Linked DNA regions of Mus musculus: regions 2 and 3 are each linked to region 1. A link is a contact called in public Hi-C and promoter capture Hi-C data. All regions are on one chromosome and are shown on one strand. Each heading gives the region's core, a stretch centred on a gene start, on an enhancer-like site or on the middle of the called end of the contact. The rest is flanking DNA. Distances are from core to core; before and after follow the strand shown.

Region 1 (3,837 bases), core at 1,162-3,661:
CAACCCAAAGCAAACACAAATCAACTGTTTTGTGTAAAGAACGAATAAGCAAGTATCTGTTAGCCAGCCTGAAGGATGCACTTGTTTGGATTCCTGGCATTTGTTTATAACCCTGAGAGGTGAGGGCTGCCTCCTACCTTTTAGCCAAAAAGAACAATCCTTTCTCACCTGTCAGTTAAGGTAAGCAGTGGCCTGTGCTCGGCTAATCCAAGAAAGAGAGCAATTAGCTTCCCAAAGAGCACAGCAGAGTCCCTCGTCCAGGGTGCTACCAACAGGATGCGGCCCAGACTACAGCCCGACCACTACAGGGCAGTTCTGATTTGGTTCCTGTTCATCTTCACATCCAGGTTTCTCCCACCCTTAAAGCAAAGCTGAGAGTTCCCCAACAACCTTTCAAGAATTTTTTTTTTTTTTTTTTTTTTGGTTCTTGAATCACCATGGTTCTCGAAAGAAAAATGATAAAAGTCAGGCTCATTGTGTACTTTATTCTGGAAAATGGGAGATTCTTTCTAACGTATGACTCAAAATCAGCTCCAAGACAATATTTGTACAGAACTCCAGTACTTCATAAAATATATATATATATATATATATATATATATATATATATATAGCAAAATTTTTAAAAAGAACATCTCAGCCAGGTGTGGTGGTGCATGCCTTTAATCCCAGCACTCAGGAGGCAGAGGCAGGCAGATTTCTGTCTCGAAAAACAAAAACAAACAAACAAAAAAGAACATCTCAGGTTGAAGAGATGGTTCAGTGGTTAAGAGCACTGGCTGCCCTTCCAGAGCACCTGGGTTCAAAAGACAATCTCTGATCATTCCATTACTAATTTGTCATTGTTTATGATTAAATGCACCTGCTCTACCCACTGAGCAACACAGCCTTCAAACTATGTCTGCAAGGAGGCTTACATCATCTTTACCACTTAATGCTTTAGGACTTAAGCAGTAAGCTCTCTGCCATGGGGTGAGGTACATCTACACTCTAAATAGCCTACAAAGTATGTAACACAATGAAGGAAGAGTCCTGCTTTCTCCAATTAGTCTGTGAGAAGGGGGTTCGTGGCATTCGAGGCCGAGTTGTGAAGGGAGTGAATTGCTTTAACCCCACAAACTTCCCGCTGCTCTTTCAGCAACAAATCGCGTGCAGGTGTGTGCATGTCATTTCGATCACCACTTGAGAAGATAACAGATAACATTATTATTTGCTAACTTTAAAATGCAAAGCGAAGTCTTCAGTTATAAACTAAACAAGAATATTGTGGAAGCCGGGCGTTGGTAACAGCAAGACTTTGGGACGCAGAGAAGGCCAGCCTAGTCTACAGAGCAGCTACAGAGAAACCCTGTCTGAGGGGGCGGGGACTGAGGAGGGAGGAGAGGGGAGCGAGGGGAGTATCCTGGAATGTATAGTAAAGCTAGACTCCCCACCTCTACCCACCCCAAACACAGAGGGATGGGTCTGGAACCTACCTACCTCAGAGTCCTTATCCCAGTGCATGGTGGGAACCCGATGTGTGCGGACGGAAGTGTATATGTTACACAACTCTATAAACAGTAAAGCACCCTCCGCTGACACCGTGCTTCCAGACTTCGAAACACTGTCACATAAACTGTTGCATCTACACAGAGGTGGTGAGTTACATTTGTCCGCACAATCTCTAGAGGGCAAAGCACACCGCGAGTCCTACGCTCCTAGAGTAGACTGTTTGCATCTCTTATTTTGCTCTTTTGTTACACGGTTAATTCTCATTTGCTCCAGTCCTTAGGGATGTCTCATTCATCTTCCTAAACCCAAGCCACGTAAAATCCAGACCAGCAAAGTACAACATAAACACCAGGCTTCTCGCTCCTCCCGCAAGACAGGTCAGGTGGGGCCTCAGTTCTGATCCTGACGTACACACCCCTACTCCTTCCCAGACTCACACCCCCCTGCCACTTCTGATTTCCACAACCAATGAAGCTCGTTGCACAGGCTTTGAATATTTTTGTTCCCCAGCAAAATTATCTGCCCGACGCTTCCCCTTCATCTGCACCACTGCCTCCCCCAATTCCCACCGCAGCCTAGGGTGCTGCAGACACCCCACAGAGCTGTGCCCTCGAGGCCCACCCCCACCCGCAGAGCCACGCGCCCCGGGCTCAGGTTCCGTACGTACCCCAGTAGGCAGCGATCACAGACTACGCCACGACTCCCCTTGCACACAGTGTAAGCCAAGGGGTCGGAGCGGAAGAGCAGCTCCCCGGGGCGCAGTGGAGCCACAGCACGCAGCCCGTTTCCCCGGTTGGCAGTCGTGAACTTTTCCACCTTCAGTGCCTCCATCCTTCCTCAGATCCACACCTCAGATCCGAACTGCGTCCCTCAGCTTGAGTCTCGTGTTTTCTGACTGCGCGCCTGCGTCCTGCGCTTGCGTACACCAGGGGGCGGAGACGAGCGCGCAGGTCCTGTGAGCATGCGCAGGAGGACCTACTACAGCTCGGGATGGGGTGGTGTATTTCCTCCTGTATTTTATTCCGCGCTTTTTTTTTTCTTTTTCTTTTTCTTTTTCTTTTTGAGACGGAGTCTCACTATGTGTAGCAAAGACTGATCTGGAGCTCTCTTGATAGACCAAGGAACCTCTCTATTTAGACCTCGAACTCACAGGATTCTGCCCGCCTCAGCCTCCTCAGTTCTGGAATTCAAGGTGTGCTCCACCACGCCCAGCTTATTATGCAAATTTTAATGCATAGTGAAAAAAAAAATGGTAAGAGCCCATGAGTGGTGGCACACACCTTTAACCTCTGCACTGGGGAGGCAGAGGCAGGAAGACCTCTGAGTTTAAAGCCAGCGTGGTTTATAGAGTGAGTTTCAGGACAGCCAAGGCTATACAACAGAGAAGCCCTGTATCAAAAAAAAAAAAAAAAAAAAAAAAAGGGCAGTGGTTATCTGTATATTCAGCATCTAGATCGAAAAATTCTTAACATCTGCAGGGTTTTTTTTTAAGATTTATTTACTGTTATATGTAAGTGCACTATAGCTGTCTTCAGACTCACCAGAAAGGGCATCAGATCTCATTACAGATCTGTGGTGAGCAATCATGTGGTTTCTGGGATTTGAACTCAGGACCTTCAGAAGAGCAGTCAGTGCTCTTAACCACTGAGCCATCTCTCCAGCCCAGCATCTGCAGTTTTGGATCACACCTTCTGTATATCTATCTATATGCCTATATTTTTTTATAAACCGTTTTAGAGTTATGTTTGTTGAACCCTTTGAAATAATGTTGCAGTCAGGTCTTGAACTCAGAAACCCTTTATTCTCTTCCTCCTGAGTTCTTGGATTATGGATATACAAGCAAAGGATTATGGGTATACAATGAACAAGCAAAGGAGTAGGCACAAGACTGCCTAGGAGGGTCAGCATGATCAACCAGTTCTGATGCTCAGACTCAGCTATATGAGACCTATATCAGACCACACAAAGCTTTTTAAAGACAGCGTCTATTGTGTATCTCTGGCTGTCCTGGAACTCTCTGTGTAGATCAGGCTGGCCTTGAACTCATAGACATCCTGCCTCTGCCTTTCCTGTATACACGTCTGTGTGCCTTCTGGGAACCCCAGCAAACACACAAGTGGAAGACTAGCCTCAGTAACAGAGAAATCCTGCTTAAAACATCTTTTTCTATGAGTGATTTCTTACTTCAATCCAAATATTTTGTTGGTTTGTGACCATGCCTCACAATTTCGCCCTGGCTGACCTGAAAAATCTCTGTGTAAAGCAGGCTGGCTTGGAATTCGGAGATCTGCCTGCCTCTACCTCTCTGCCCCACCCACCAACCCTGTCCCTAATCCTGCCCCTTGC
Region 2 (3,639 bases), core at 151-2,650, 1.0 Mb before region 1:
TTCCTCCCTAACAGAAGTAAAAATAGAGCACTAAAAATAACTAAATTATTCTGTCAGAGAAGATTTCCCCCTTTAAAGCTAAAGTGTATAGGATTTTATAAACTGTTTTATTATGCTGAATTGGTAAACAACAGTGTGGTGGGCCCTCACATATCTTCACCTTTCCAATGGCTATTAGCTCAAGGCCAACCCAGTCTGCATTTTAATAATGTCACCCCTTCATTATTTTAAAACAAATATAAGACTATTTGATTCTGCCCATAATTTTTTCAATAGGTATATTTTAAAAATGCAGCACATCTAAAATATAATAAATCTTTAAAAATAACCACTGCTCTCAGTTCCTCTTCTCATTGATAACATACTTGACAAGAAGTAACTTAAGGGAGCTAAGACTCATTGTGGCCGTTGTTTAAGGTGACAGTGCATCATGGCTGCAAAGGCACGCAAATGTGGCGTAGCCTGCCTGCATCTCAGCACATCAGGAAGCAGGCAGACTGAGGTAGAAATGGGGTGGTCGCCAATCCATTAGGCCCAGTGTCCAGCAACCTACATCTCTCAGCAACGTACCTTTCCTGAAGGTCCCTTCCAAAGAAAGCCACCAGAAGGGAACCAAGTGTTCCCACACATGAGCCTACGGAGAACATTTCACAATTAAGCCATGGTGACCACAACACTGTGGTCACTCTTGGTAGTTGTTATCAGCTACCAGCTAGTGTTGAAGTAATCGTTTTCCCCACTAATGTAAAGAACACACACGAAGTAAAAGGCACTATTATGTTGGATTAACTTTTTTAAAGCTGCCATTAATGCATAGTTCTCATTTCCTACTACCTTTTCTCCTTTGGAGTGTTTTGAAGAGTCCAAGACATGCCTGTGTTCTCACAGCCTGGGTTTTGCTGGTGGCACCCGCACGGCATATGCAGTTGAGGACATTATATTCCACTGTCTGTCCAACAGGAGCAGCTGCCTAACGGCTTGATCCAACATAAGGGTAACTTTCTGTGGGGGCAGGATTACCTTCTAATCTTGTTCTAAGCAGTGGAATCAATGACTCAATCCCAGTGGTAGGAGGGTTTATCATTTTGTTTTAAATCCCCATTTGTTGGGCAAGCAGCAACAACAAAACCACAAAACTAAGGAAGAAAACCCAGTAGGGTCTTCAAAACAAAAACAGTGAGGTAGGTGACTTTTTCTGGGGAGACCTGAGCAAATTCAGTTTGTTTACAGTTTGTATAACATTGGGGAAGGAACCTTATGAATCCTATAAGTTTCCAGGATTTTGTTTGTTTGTTTCCAGTTGTGAGGTTTTTGACTTCCTGGTCTTAGGAGCCTCTCTCTTTCCTCCAGGAAGTTGCAGTTCTGGAAAAACAGCTAAACAGGAAGCAGGGAAGGCAAAGTTTACATGACTCATGGCTGACTAACCAGATTAGTCTCCACAGAAGGGAAGCAGCAGGCCAATAGTCCGAGGGCAAGGCTTGTTGGCTTCAAGTCATCTGTGCTAGAGAGAGGACCCTACGTGCTCTGCAGTTAGGTGGGCAGGCACAGTGAGGAGTCTGGATCCTAGGGCATACTAATGCTTTAAGTTAAAACAAGGTAATTGTAGAAGAAGGCAAATTCTTGCTCTAGATGGGGGAAGCATGGAGGGTGGACTCAGAGCAGAGCAAAAAGAGGCAGAAGAATCTAGACTGAACACACAACTGGACAGTGCCCAGCTGGCTCAAAGTTTCTTTTCTGGACAATGGATGCTTCCCTGATGGTAAGGTGGGGTTGAAGGTGGAAAGCCTATGGGTAGAGTATAAACATGCTTATGTTACTATGGAAATATCTCTGCAGGGCAGTGATCACTAGGTGATGAAAACAAGGCTTTTTGCTAAGCTTCAATCCAAGAAGAATAAGTGAGAGGACATGAACGCCTACATCAGCCCATGCATATATGGCTAAGCACCCTTCATCTAGTCTCTCTTCACCTCTAGCCTCACATTGCAGATTATTTTGAAAACAAATTCTAGACATTACTTCATTTTTGTCTGTAAGAACTGAGAGACGTCTTGGCTATATAGGGAGCTCTTTCCCTTTCTCTAGCTGACTAGAAGCTGTCAGACGTAGAAGAATTCTTCAGTGTCCCCTGAGATACACTGTTCCAGTGCCCACCCCTGACTTCACAGTGTGCTCTTTCTGTTGCTTTATTCCAATCAGGATCCAACCAAGGTCAGCCATTGTCACTCCTGGACACTTCCCTCTCTTTTGCTGTACTGTTTCTCTCCTACTCTGAAGCAGAAACTTAAGGTATCTTTGGAAAGTTGGTTGGATGGTGTTTTGCCAAGGCAAACACGTGAAGGAACATTGTGTTAAAGTAGTCACAGGTGTGAAAGGCTAAGGCAGACTCGTGAAGGAACGTTTTGCTGAAGCAGACACAGGAGATAGGATGTTCTGCTAATGCAAACACGTGAAAGGACATGTGATGAAGGATTCTTTGCTAACAACACACATGTATTGGTCCGCCATTACAGTGTGTAGTTGAGCTCCATTTGTCGGGATGGACTCAGGCTGATTCGATGCACATGCTGAGGCAAGACCAGGGCTGAGTCAAGGCACGTGGAGGACATGTGATGTTTGGAGGGTATAAATAGGACTCCACGGAGCAATGGAGACAGAGCTTGGCTTGCTGGTACAGCTAGCTGTGCAATGCTTGTGGGTCTCAAGTCTGCTGATCTTCACTTCCCTGAGAGAGGCACAGCCAAGAATGTCTCCTGGTGTTCTTGCTGGTCCCTCCTGCTGACTCCAGCAGAGGCTGAGGCCTGGTGGTCTCTGCTAGGTCGTGCCACCGCTGTTAGCAACCCAACTCTACCAAACTGGACTAACTGCTGGTGTATCTGTAAAGTGTTTGTGAGTAGATGGAACTGCCACTCACTGCCTGCTAACTTGTAAACTGAACTGCTGATTTCCAGACAACACAGACAGGAGTTGCTCCAAAGAACCTTCCTAAACAGGTCCACTTCCCATGTATTTCTTTCCCACTACCTCTGGTGGGTGGTGGGCTACAAGGAAGGTTAAAGCTTTTAAGAACCGTCATTAAAAATAAGGTTTGGCAGTGGTGGTCCCAGCACTTGGGAGGCAGAGGCAGGCGAACTTCTGAGTTTGAGGCCAGCCTGGTCTACAGAGTGAGTTCCAGGACAGCCAGGGATACACAGAGAAACCCTATCTCGAACAAAACAAACAAAACAAAACAAAACAAAACAAAACAAAAAAAAGGTTTGGAAAAATTAAAAAATTAAAGTTACTCTAGTCTTTCATGTAGAAGAATTCTCTCCATTTCTGGAATTATCTGGTTAGGCTTTTGTGGCATTAAGATGCCCAGCTATTCCCTGTGTTTCTGTAGACCAACCCTTATATCTTGGGATTTGATCAATTCTTTCTTTCTTTCTTTTTTTTTTTTTAAATAAATCAACTTCAAGGATCAATTTCAATTATTTTCCTCCAGGGGGCTCAGTGTGTCTGGACCATTTCTTTGTTACTATCCAGCCCCAGGTGTGGCCAGCTTGATCTAGCCAATACAACGTCTCCATCAGCCTGTCACCTTATGCTGCCATAACAGAGGTGGCCCACCTTTTGATGTTGAGACATAATGTTATGATC
Region 3 (3,729 bases), core at 675-3,174, 1.1 Mb before region 1:
GGAAATGTTGACAAAGTTTCTGTGAGTTCCTATGTGCACATTGACTCTTGTGTCTGGAAAATGCTATTTTAAAGAAATCATTCACCACCTCTTACTCTTTAGCCCCACCCCACCCCTTTCCACATGGATCCCTGACCCTCTACAGACGGGTGAAACAAAGAGCCCATTTAGGACTGAGTCCTCCAAGTCCTCTCCCTCTCTGCATGTTGTCTTGCTGTCTGTCTTTGCATTAATGACCATCTCCTGCAGGAAGCTTCTCTACTGAAGGTTGAGAATAATTCACTGGTCTATGGCATAGTGGTTTGAATGAAAATGATTCCATACACTCATAAGGAGTGGCACTATTGGGAGGTGTGGCCTTGTTGGAGTAGGTGTGGCCTAGTTGGAGGAAGTGTGTCCCAAGACAGGTCCAGTGGCATTTTCTCTTCCTGCTACCTGCTAATCGAGATATAGAACTCTCAACTACCTCTCCAGCACCATGTCTGCCTGCATGCTGCCATGCTTCCCACCATGATGATAATGAACTAAACCTCTAAAAGTGTAAGCCAGCTCCAATTAAATGTTTTCCTTTATAAGAGTTGCTGTGGTCATGGCATCTCTTCACAGCAATAGAATCCTAACTAAGACATAGGGCATACCAATATATCATTAGGAATCATTTTATTCCTGAATATGCTCATTTAGCAAAATAATAGAGGTAGGTTTTCCAGAGGGTCCATGACTTGAGTGGGCCTTAAGCCCCCCCCCCCAAAAAGTGATTGGTTAATTCCATAACATTCATGCCACTATTGAATGAGCAAGCACATCTTGAAGGCAGGTCATCACTAAAGCTCACAGGGTTTGTAGCCGGGTGAGATTGAGCTTGATGAGATTTCTGGTGCTGTGCTTAGAATCTTCTAACACTATGAACACTAGCCAATAGGGTGAATCTTCTAGTTGAGTACCACTTAGATTTCTCCACTTTCTATGGTAGAAGTGTGTGGTGTCTTCAGCAATAACATCTTACCATCAAGTTGGAAATAGCCTGTGGTGTTTGGGGAGCCTGTGGGACCCCTTTGGCTAGTGACTCAGAAAGATGTAACCCATTCTTGATACTGAAAATTTTATTTGGCAACAAATAATATCTACTTGTGGTATTGTCTCCCCCATAATATAGTGACTCTATTTAAATTCCTTTTATACATGTATATATTTTAGGAAGTTTCTACAGTAGTAGATTTTCAAATAGCTTTTCTAAAGGTATTTATAATGTTAGTTGTTCACCCCCATATTCCCTCCTCTATGCTGTCCTCCCTTCCCCCACCCCATGTAATCCTTGTAATTCCACCTTTATTCACTTATAGCATTATATTCCATTTCCCTTCCTTAGATGACCCTCCCACGATGCTTTTTTATCTCAGAATTTTGTTTCATTTGCTGGTTTTTCTGAACTCTGTCCTCGTTGTTGACACTTCTGTTTTGTGTTTCTTGAAATTACATTTTCATCTCTTTTTTGTTTGCTTTCAGATGGGGGTCTCATGTAGCCTAGGCTGGCTTTGAACTTGCTGTGTAGGAGAGGGTTTGAGCTGCTGATTCTCTTGCCTACATTTCCCAAATGCTTTGGATTGCAAGTGTGTGCTGCTACATCTGGTGTTTTCATCTCTTTTGGCCTTTTCCTACATCTCCCTTTCAATTTTCTTTCTTCCTAAGCCTCCTTCTCTTTCAGTGCAAAGACCTGACCCTTTTCTTGCCTGAGTTTTCTTTTCTCTGTTTCTCATCCCCAGGAGCATCACTGTTCCTGGGGCTGTAGCATCAGCAGCCTGATTTCCTCACTACGGCCAGCATCTCAGCCCGTCTAGAAGCCATCTGGAGCTCTGCGGTGCCCACCTGGCCCCTTCTGCTGTGTTCCCAGGCTCCTGGCTCCCATCACTCCTCTCTCACCAGTGCTTTGTGTGAGAGTAGCATGGAGGATTGCTTAGGCTCTGTGTATCCAGCCTGGGAAACAAGGGAAGCTCTGAGTCACCAGGGCATCTACTGTGATTGCCCTTTCTTCCCACCACATGGACTTGGGTACTTTCCATCCCTGCTGGTGTTCAGATTTGAACTAAGGGCCTCACACATGGAGAGCTCTTGAAATAGATTCATCTCACTTCATTACTATCTACAGAAACATTTAGAAAGCCTGGCGTTTAAATACCACCTTCTTGTCCCTTCCTCATTTCCCCTTCTCTCTTCCTATCAGCCACCCTCTGCATTGCCTTCATTGCAATGTCGCTAAAGGTAACTCTTAGTGAGCTACTCTCTCTGGCCATGTGTCTGTCTGCCATTTAGCTGGGCATTTAGCTGGGCATGCTACTCATCTTCAGAGAGACAGACACTTATGCTTCCCAAGACACAAGCCCAGTGCTCAACCAATGAGTTACAAACTTGGCTCTTAGCATAGTAGAGGCAGTAGTTCACATTGCTGCCTTCATTGATGTCTCCAGAGGAAGAAAAAGGGGCTCTATCCTTTTCATATACTTTTCTGTCTTCAAGGAGTAATAGATCGTATCCAGGCCCATTTTCACTTTCCTATGACAGAACACTGTTGTAGATCTTTCTATTCAGAACTTCCAAACTTTCTAGTGCAGTGGACATAGACCAAAGCTAGTGTTTTGCAAAGTCTGATTCCATCCCACAGTTTCTTACAGGTTTTATAGTTTGAGTAACAATGTGAAGATTCCTGTCTGCACAGACCTTGTGAGGGTGGTCTCTGGGTCTCATGAACACCAAAAGGATGTTTCTATTGTAGTTTAAGTGTGTTTACAAAAGCAGATGTGGGTAGCCATTGGGACATTCTTTCGTTAGCAAACATAGTCAACTTTCTACAGATAGCTTTGTAAGCATTTGCTTTTGCAAGATAAGAGAACAGAATTCAACTGAAACAAGTAGGAGTATAAGCAGAGTGAAGGAAAATTTAACCCAGCCTGTCTCTTCTTCCTCCTGTAGCCCCCAAGCTACCACAGTGCAAGGCTACAGTTAGATTGTGCTGGAGTGTATTAATGTACTAAATGGTTAACCTATATTCTCTTTCTTTCTCTATCAGAGTTAAACAACAGTTAAAACCAGCCATCAAGTGGCAGACATTGTTTCTTCCTCCCCTCATTTTGTCCTTATTCCTTTTCTGGAGCTTTGAGATTTTGAACTAGTCAGGGCTTGATTTGCTAGTTATTGAAAACCTTGGGCTGCTTTGCTTCTTGCAACCTTTTCTTTTCCCAGGAAGTTTCTCATGTATTTGTGAGCCAGTACTTAAGTGAGGTGCTTTGCTATGTTACCTGTAATCTGAAATAATTTCAACAATTATTTGATAATTTATACTACAGTTGCCTCTCCAGAATTTATATTCTAAAACTTTTCACAACTTTTTTTTTTCTAGAGAGATTGGGACAATTATCAGGTCATTAGGATGCTGCCCGACTGAAGGAGAGCTGCATGATTTCATTGCAGAGGTAGGTACATGGTTGAGAAAGTGTCACTGAGCTGACTCTAGAACTTGTAATACAAACCAACCAACCAACCAACCAACCAACCAACCAACCAACCAACCAACCAACCAACAACTAACCCAAAAACCCTTACCTCAAACTGAAACTGCCCTAACTTACTGAGGGTGTTGTTTGAGAGTGTTAGAATACCTGTGCACATAAGTCAACCAATGGAACCCGTAAGCATTTTGATCAAGTTGTGAAGGCAACTATTGATAGTTTTTAA

What was found. Promoter capture Hi-C pulls out the DNA fragments that hold promoters and counts their contacts. A called contact is a pair of places that touch in the nucleus more often than the background predicts.
Region 2: a contact with region 1 is called in a Hi-C map of bone marrow-derived macrophages, with 9 read pairs. The contact joins the enhancer-like site here to the promoter of Smyd3 in region 1. A contact is called at or near these places in 2 of 39 promoter capture datasets (the 3T3-L1 cell line and hippocampal neurons) and 1 of 484 Hi-C or Micro-C datasets (bone marrow-derived macrophages).
Region 3: a promoter capture Hi-C map of hippocampal neurons shows a contact between it and region 1, with 3 times the contacts expected there. The contact joins the enhancer-like site here to the promoter of Smyd3 in region 1. A contact is called at or near these places in 5 of 39 promoter capture datasets (3T3-L1-derived adipocytes, HPC-7-derived erythroid cells, hippocampal neurons and 2 more), 1 of 15 datasets of contacts at CTCF or cohesin (large pre-B cells), 2 of 115 datasets of contacts at active chromatin or transcription factors (stem cell-derived neural progenitor cells and trophoblast stem cells) and 1 of 9 other capture datasets (liver).

What each region holds. Positions count from the first base shown.
Region 1 is chr1:179,515,630-179,519,466 of GRCm38.p6, forward strand. It overlaps Smyd3 (SET and MYND domain containing 3), which reads right to left and starts at 2,412. Exons shown (of 12, transcript NM_027188.4): 1 at 2,159-2,412. The coding sequence starts at 2,322.
Region 2 is chr1:178,491,276-178,494,914 of GRCm38.p6, forward strand. No RefSeq gene overlaps it. Among named protein-coding and RNA genes, the nearest start is that of Gm31289, 11 kb to the right of the region's middle. Within about 2 kb of position 1,401, at least 46 of the 459 cell types and tissues checked have an H3K27ac peak or open chromatin away from gene starts, as enhancers often do. A contact at or near this core is called in bone marrow-derived macrophages, where this site is marked.
Region 3 is chr1:178,452,422-178,456,150 of GRCm38.p6, forward strand. It overlaps Efcab2 (EF-hand calcium binding domain 2), which reads left to right. Exons shown (of 7, transcript NM_026626.3): 3 at 3,395-3,467. Among named protein-coding and RNA genes, the nearest start is that of Efcab2, 48 kb to the left of the region's middle. Within about 2 kb of position 1,925, at least 14 of the 459 cell types and tissues checked have an H3K27ac peak or open chromatin away from gene starts, as enhancers often do. A contact at or near this core is called in hippocampal neurons, where this site is marked.